2 separate regions of the Sus scrofa genome follow, and region 2 is linked to region 1. A link is a contact called in public Hi-C data. All regions are on one chromosome and are shown on one strand. The core of a region is the stretch at or near the end of the contact, and the rest is flanking DNA. Distances in the headings are between cores, read along the strand shown. Region 1 holds the start of INMT (indolethylamine N-methyltransferase). Region 2 has its middle 40 kb from the start of CRHR2.

Region 1 (3,770 bases), core at 765-3,264:
GAGAGCAGCTGGTAGATGGTGGGGCCTGTGCCAATGTCAATCAGGATGTCCCCTCCCACTCCTCCTGCGGGAGACAGCACATGCCGGGTCTGGGGTGGGGGGACAGCCACCTCTATGCCCACCTGGAGTAGATGGAGATGCCAGCTCTGCCCTTCCCCAGGATTTGCCACTTGGTCAGGGAGGGAGTGACCAGACTGCCACACCTGGGGTTCAGGGGGGTGACAGCTGGTGGGTGGCATACAGCATGGCAGATTCCAAGTCCCCTCTGCTGCCCCAGGACCAGTTCTGCACTTCTGGGCAGGGTGCAGGTGGACTTCCCATGGGAGCTGGTTTGTTTGTTTTCAGCAGGCTTCTGACTCTGGGTTTAAAGCAATGGTGAGAGAGACCCCCACCACCAGCTGCCCTCCCTGCTCCTTGCTGCAGGGCACAGAGCCTTGGCTAAAGACTGAGACCTCAACCAGTGGGTTCTAACTTGGCTGAGCCCCTCAGGGAAGGCAAGGGGATCCTGTGATGAGTTAGGGGGAAGGATTTAGCCTCAGAGTAGCACTAGGTTCACTGCCGTCTTCTTCCCACTTCCTGCCTTCTGTGCTCCTTCAGTCCCACCTGTCCATGTTTCAAGGCCTAGTGGCAGCCGCTGCTCTAGGAAGTCTCCTCAGATTTCTGTGTGAGCATTAAGCTTGATCTCTTCTGTATTTCTGTGGATGTTGCTTGATAAACCTTCCTTGGCTCTGATTACATGATTAGGCAAGGTTTATTGAGTGACTAACTCCTACTTGCTCAGAACGGCACCCCCTCCCCTGCCGATCTGTGTGTGGCAGCCCTGACTTAACTGATGTTAGTTTTGCTCTTGCTACTTGCTGGCAGTCTGAGCGGGCCAGCCTCCTCACTCTCTCCGACCTCAGCATCCCCTTGCGTGCACTGAGGAACCTGGGCGATAGTCTCTGCTGGTCACCTGGCCTGCCGCCCCAGAGAAGGGGTTTGTAAACTGAGCTCTGTGGTGTGGCTGTGGGTATCCATGAACTTCCTTCTGAGTAAAAGATTAGGAGTGTATGTGTGTGTGCATGCATGCTTGCGTGTGACCGCACAAGTAGGTAGCAGAGCTTTCATCGTATTTTCCTTTTTTTTTTTTTTTTTTTTTTTTTTTTTGCTTTTTTAGGGCCACACATGGGGCATGTGGAAGTTCCCAGCTAGGGGTTGAGTCTGAGCTGCAGCTGCTGGCCTATGCCACACTATGCCACAGGCACAGCAACGCAGATCCAAGCTATGTCTGTGACCTGTACCACAGCTCAGGGCAATGTCAGATTCTTAACCCACTGAGTAAGGCCAGGGATTGAACCCGCCACCTCAGGGGTTCTAGTTGGGTTCCTAACCTGCTGAGCTACAACGGCAGCTCCTTCATCATATCTTCAAAGGGATTCATGATGCCAGACTATGAAGCCTGGCTTTAAGGGAAGACAGACAGAGCTGGTCAGATGCAGGCAGTGTGTTCTTGTCTGTTGTCTCTTTTCCCCCAAGCATGAGCCTGCTGCAAGGAGGCTCCAGAGGTCCGGAGTCACCTTCCCATTTCCCAGGTGAAGAAACCGAGGCGGACTATCACGGACTCAAGCCTGGCTCTTGCCCTCCAGGCTCAGGCTGCCCTGCACTGAGTGGCCACTTAGCAGAGGCACTCATTGGGTTCACAGGCTGGGCTGCCTTTGCAGCATCCTTGGTGTGCAGGGTCCCAGAGGGCAGGTCCCCTGCCACCAGCAGCACTTCCTGTCAGGTGCATGCCCACCCTGGCTTCCTAGATGGGTTCCAGCCACTCACCTGAAGAGAAGGTTTGGAAGAGGTTTTTCAGGTTAAATTTCAGGATTTCATTTTCAGCCACGGTGCCTGAATCAAAGGTGTAGTAGGTCTTTAAGTAGTCCTGGGAGTCAAACTCCTTGTAGTCCTCTCCTCTGTACAGCTTGCCCTCCATTCTGGCTGGGGATCTGGCTGTGTCTCCCCTGCTGCCGTGCCGTTATATCCTCCCTCCTCTCCCAGGCCCTGCCCGTTAGGCGTTACATAAGACCAGACCCTCCCTCCAGGGAGGAGCTTGGATTCCACAAAGTTGGAGTCAGGCCATGGTGTTAGCCTTTCTGGCTGGAGTTTATCTTATTAGTAATTATCAGGAATGGAGAGTGCAATAGGGTGGCCAATATCCTCTGGGAGGTCCTCAGTTCTTGGTTCCTGAGAGGTGATATTTTGAGTGTAGGTTCTGCTCATGGGGGTTGGGTGTAGAGAGAATGAAACAGCTGGAAAGAACACAGAGAGAACAAGAAAGAAATAGGCAGAGAGAGTGAGAGACAGAAATACAGAAAGAGACCAAGCTTCTAGAATAGGGCAAGGATTCTTCCCTTTTTGAGTTTGGTGGGAAAACAAAAACCAGAGCAGATAGACCCCTGAGGGTGAAAAACAGGATTCAGGGATGGCTAAAATTTCACTGACTAGGTCAGTGACCTTGCTCTTGAAAAGAGTTTGTCCTGAACCTAGTTAAATATTTCCTCTATCTTTAATCCTGTTTATTTTCTTAACCAACCCTTCATGTTTTGAGGGCAGAAGTAAACTTGGGTAGGAACCCTGAGAAGGCTGGGAAGGCTCTATTTATACAAACCATTTAAAAAGTGTTAGCATTCATCAAGAGAAACTCTAAAATTGCATAGAACTTTGGTGCACACACAGACTCACATACAGAACAAACAGGAATGCCCATAAAACGGAAATGCTAATGGAAGCAGTGGGTTATATCAGTGACAATATCCTGACTGTGGTATTTACTACATTTTAAAGATGCTATTACTGGAGAAAGTTGGTAAAGCATACATGGATCTCTCTGTTTTATTTCCTACAGCTGCATATGAATCTGCAAAGTGGATTCATATGCAGCTGTAGGAAAAAGTCTCAAGAAGTTTTATATAAAAAAAAGTGTTGCCAAATCACTTTCAAAAAATGTACCTAAGAGCAGAGATTTCAGGCAGCAAACTCTAGTGTGTTTTGCAACTGGGCAAGTGTGGAGCCCTGGCCTGTAATGTGTGCCAGGCGTGTCCCCCACCCTGGGCCTCTGCCATCTTCATAACAGTCTGTAGAGAAGAGGAAGCTGAAGGTGAAGGGCCTTATCCTCAAGGGGTGCTGACAGCAAGTGACGGGGTCTAGGTTCAGATTCAAGCCAGTGTCCAAAGCCAAACTAAAGACCAGCTCCAAACCTTATTCTCCTTCCATCACAGCCTATCTGGGTCCCTTAGCTGTGCTGCTCAAACTAGTGTACCCAGGACTCCCCTGGGGACCCAGCTAAATATAGATTCTGGTTCTGAGGTTCAGAATGGGCTCCTAGGGTGAAACTGAGGCCCGCATACTGTGAGCAGCACAGTCCTGGGTCCTACTTCCCAAAATCAACATTTATTTTTCAGGTTCTAATTTCAACAGAATATAAACTCTAATTTAGTGTCAAATTTCCCCCTTTTCTGGAAGTATTAGAATCTGTATTCTGGGATGAGAAGAGGGTCAATTATATACTAAATGGTGATGGCACAACTTCCTGCCCTATCGGAAGAAAATGGTTAGATCTCTCTCCAATTTATTTAAAAAAATTTTTTTTGGAGTTCCCGTCATGGCGCAGTGGAAATGAATCTGACTAGGAACCATGAGGTTGCATGTTACATCCTTGGCCTCCCTCATTGGGTTAAGGATCTGGCATTGCGGTGAGCTGTGGTCACAGGTCACAGATGTGGCTCGGATCCTGTGTTGCTGTGGCT
Region 2 (3,770 bases), core at 370-2,869, 94 kb before region 1:
AATTCCTCTCCTCTGCCCCATAGGCTGGCCTGCCGGGTTCCCCAGGACCTCAGGGGCTGTAGCACAGTGTTTACAGGGAGAAAGGCACATGTGTTGGGTGCCTACCACGTGCCAGGCTGTGTTCTAAGGGGGGTCCTATATGTTCTCTCTTTTTACCCTTACCATAATTTAAGTTTCATTACCGTCCTTTTACATGAAAGGAAAAGGAAACAGAATCTTTACGGGTTCACCCAGCTAGTAGGAGGCAGAACCAGTTTTGAACCAAGGTCAGAGTACATGATCATACACTAAGCTGCCCTCTGTGCTCTGCCAGTTTGTCCCTCTTGTGACTGGAGATGAAGATGACTCCAGAAAGGGCAGCTGGAAGGGGCTACGAAAACCTTGCCCTTGAGAAGTGCCCCGGAGGACTCAGCGCTGGTGAATGAGAAAATGCACGTGTTCTCTGACAGCCAGGGAAACGTCCCTCGCCAAGGGCAGGAAGAGCCTGAGCTCTCGCAACCACCATGGCAGAGCCTGAGCTGAGAGCGGCTGGATCACTCAGTCCCTTAGAGTCTTGCAGTTGGCTTTGCAGCTAACTGGACAGACTCCTAGGTCTGTAAGGGACAGGGCTGCTGGAGGAGCCTACAACTTCCTTCCTGTCCTTGTCACCATCCGCACTGCACCTGAGCATTCCCCAGTCACCTTCTCCAAAGGCGAAACGTTGTGCTCCCATCAGGAAATGCTTACCTGTGCATAACCTCACCCTGCAGCTCAAGACTTTTCCTTTTCGCCCTACACTTTGGAGTTTGTAAAAGCAGATTCTCGGCCACGTTAGGAAGTCTGGTTTTCTCAGCCATGACTTGTTTCAACAGAAGCTGTTTCTGCAGACCTCTGTCTGAGGAGGGCGCCAGCAATAGAGAGGAGGTGAAGGAGGGGCAAGAAGACTGCTCATGGACCACTAGACCACAGAACTAGTATTTTCTGATTCCACAAACCTGTTTCTGCTTTTAGCCACTGATTTTACTTAGTGCCCTATCTAGCTAAAATTTCCTTCTCTCTCTCTCATCTGGCCCTTCTCATCTTCCTACTCTTACCTCTTGTCCACTGTTCAACATTAGCCCATTTGGAGTATTTCCCCCAAAATGCCTACAGTTTTTACTTGGCGTCATATTCAGTGCATTCCTGTTTGCCTTGATATATGGATTTACCAAAACCATTTAGGCATCATTTGTGAAGATTCTTTTGCCCAGGTTAGGGCATATGTCAGAACTGACTCGATGATCCAAACATTTAGGGCATAAAGCAACACAAGCTGTCTGATGTACGGGGCTGTGAGAACTAAGAGAATTATATAAGGAACCGTAGGCAGGGCTCTCGCTTGGAGAGGGGACAACTGAGTTGCCACCTGAGTCACTCAGTTCTTCGGCTAGTCTCCTTGAGGGCCTGTTTCCATTTCTGAAAGCTGGTTGAACAGAATGACTTGAGGTTTTAATGAGTCTGTCCATGAAACAGCTGAGTAATATCTCCTCCTCCGCCGCTTGGAGCTGCCGTCAGAGCTGGTTGAGTGGGAGGCTCCTGTCCGTGGCCTGACTGCCCTCTGTTTGTTCATAGTTGTGTTCAGAATCTGACCATTTTCGTTTTCCTGACAATGTCATTTCCTGCTGGTGAGGTATTGTCATAGCAAAGGATAGACTCTGGGGGCAGATGTGTCCACAGGCAAATCGACTCTGACGCACAGGTGGTGTCACTGTGTGCAATTTGTATAACCTGCAGCCGATGATCCTTTACTGTTAAAGAAACTGTGTCCTCATTTAGGAAGGAAGGAAGGAAGAGAAAGAAGGGAAGGAAGAAGGGTAGGAAGGAAGGAAGAAAAAAGCCCTCCATCAGCAGAACTTCAGAAAGCAGACAGACCTGTGTTGGGCCCACAGGGGTGGGGTGGTGGCTCTTGCGTTAAATAAAAAAAGCTTGATTTTTGATTTTTAAAATCTAAAAATCAAGCTGGCCAGAGATACAGCTGTGAACCCTGGATAGGGGAGACCCGGGCTTGGGTCACACGTAGGTGGATTTCCAAGATAAGGGGGCTGCTGGAGTGAGCACGCCTGTGCGGCTCTCAATCTGCTCAGGGGGAGCCCAGATGGTGTGATTGTGCGTGTTGGGGGCAGGGGCAATGATGGGCCCGAGGGGATCCTGCAGAAGCTGTTTCCCCTACTTTTGCATCATTGTGCACTTTCTTGCCATGTGAAGTGCTGGACTGCTTGCTCTCCCTTTGAGGAAGTGAATTTATAAGGACCTTATATCCAGTGAGACAATGAGGCCAGCAGGGGTAGAGGCGGGGAAGAGGGCGGTGGGTTTTCACTTTCCCTGGATGGTCCTACTGAAGGAGCCCGATCTTGCTGGACGGGGGTGGGTGTGGCCGTGCCCTCTGTGCTGGAAACCAAGTACAGCAGATTCCTGGCCTGACTTTTCTAGAATCCAGCTGCGATAGCCCTGCTCTAGCCCTCTGCACCTCTGCCTGAGGCTGAACCTAATGGAAGTTTCTTGAGCTTGCGGCTGGGAAGCTCCTTCTGGGAGCCAAGGCTCTCTCCCCTCCTCTTTTTTTTTTTTTAATTTTTATTTTCTTGGGCTGCATATGGAGGTTCCCAGGCTAGGGGGTCAAATCTGAGCTGTTACTGCCGGCCTACACCACAGTCACAACAACGCAGTGTCCGAGCTGTGTCTGTGACCCACACCACAGCTCACGGCAACACCACATCCCCAACCCACTGAGAGAGGCCAGGGATCGAACCCATGTCCTCATGGATACTGGTTGGGCTGGTTTCCACTGTGCCGCAAAGAAACTCCTCTCCCCTCCTCTTTAACGTTCAAGACTTGGTGCCGAAGGGAGCCCAAGTAGAATTTTTCCAGCCAGTGTCTGCATTTGTTAAGTTGAGTCTTAAAACTCAATCACTGGAGTTCCTGTTGTGGCTCAGTGTTTAACGAATCCAACTAGGAACCATGAGGTTGTGTGTTCGATCCTGGCCTTGCTCAGTGGGTTAAAGATCTGGTGTTGCTGTGAGCTGTGGTGTAGGTTATAGGCATGGCTCGGATCCCGAGTTGCTGTGACTGTGGTGTAGGCCTACAGCTCCTATTAGACCCGTAGCCTGGGAACCTCCATATGCTGTAGGAGCGGCTCTAGGGAAAAAAAAAAACCCTCAATCACCAACAATTAGTGCAGAAGCAGTTATGCCAACTAAAACAATTTAGGCTAATTAAAAGGTTTTCTGGCTTGTCAAAACCCCTCGGTTCTGCATCTGTGTGTGAGTTGATGGTGAGATTCAGCACTCTGAGATTATGAGAAAGTAAAAATTCTGAAGCAAGCTTGCAAACTGTCCACTTCATTTGTTACTGAACGCCAGACATATGGGTGGGACCAAAAAGCTGAAACGTCGGAGTTTGGAGAAGAGAAAGGTTTATTGCAGAGCCAAGCAAGGAGAAGGAGTGGCTTGTGCTTAGAAAACCCCAAACTCCTTGAAGTGTTTCAACGAAGCTTTTTTTTTTTTTTTTGGTGATACCTGAGGCCAGCGTGGAACCCACGCCTCCAGAGACAATGCTGGATCCTTAATCCGCTGTGCCACAGCAGAAACTCCTCAGCAAAGCAATTTTTTTTTTTTTTTTTAAGGAAGTTCCTAAGCTAGGGGTCACATCAGAGCTGCAGCTGCTGGCCTACCCCACGGCCGCGGCAACGCTAATTCTGAGCCACATCTGCAACTTTTGCCGCCTCTTGTGGCAACACTCAATCCTTAACCCACTGA

What was found. A called contact is a pair of places that touch in the nucleus more often than the background predicts.
Region 2: a contact with region 1 is called in a Hi-C map of liver, with 2.1 times the contacts expected there. The contact joins the enhancer-like site here to the promoter of INMT in region 1. A contact is called at or near these places in 2 of 5 promoter capture datasets (fetal liver and liver), 26 of 47 Hi-C or Micro-C datasets (alveolar macrophages, brain, embryonic fibroblasts and 15 more) and 2 of 2 datasets of contacts at active chromatin or transcription factors (alveolar macrophages and skeletal muscle).

What each region holds. Positions count from the first base shown.
Region 1 is chr18:42,211,579-42,215,348 of Sscrofa11.1, reverse strand. INMT (indolethylamine N-methyltransferase) reads right to left here and starts at 2,014. Exons shown (of 3, transcript NM_001244733.1): 1 at 1,807-2,014; 2 at 1-64. The coding sequence starts at 1,957. It also overlaps the pseudogene LOC106506831.
Region 2 is chr18:42,304,825-42,308,594 of Sscrofa11.1, reverse strand. No RefSeq gene overlaps it. Among named protein-coding and RNA genes, the nearest start is that of CRHR2, 40 kb to the right of the region's middle. Within about 2 kb of position 1,619, at least 5 of the 83 cell types and tissues checked have an H3K27ac peak or open chromatin away from gene starts, as enhancers often do. A contact at or near this core is called in liver, where this site is marked.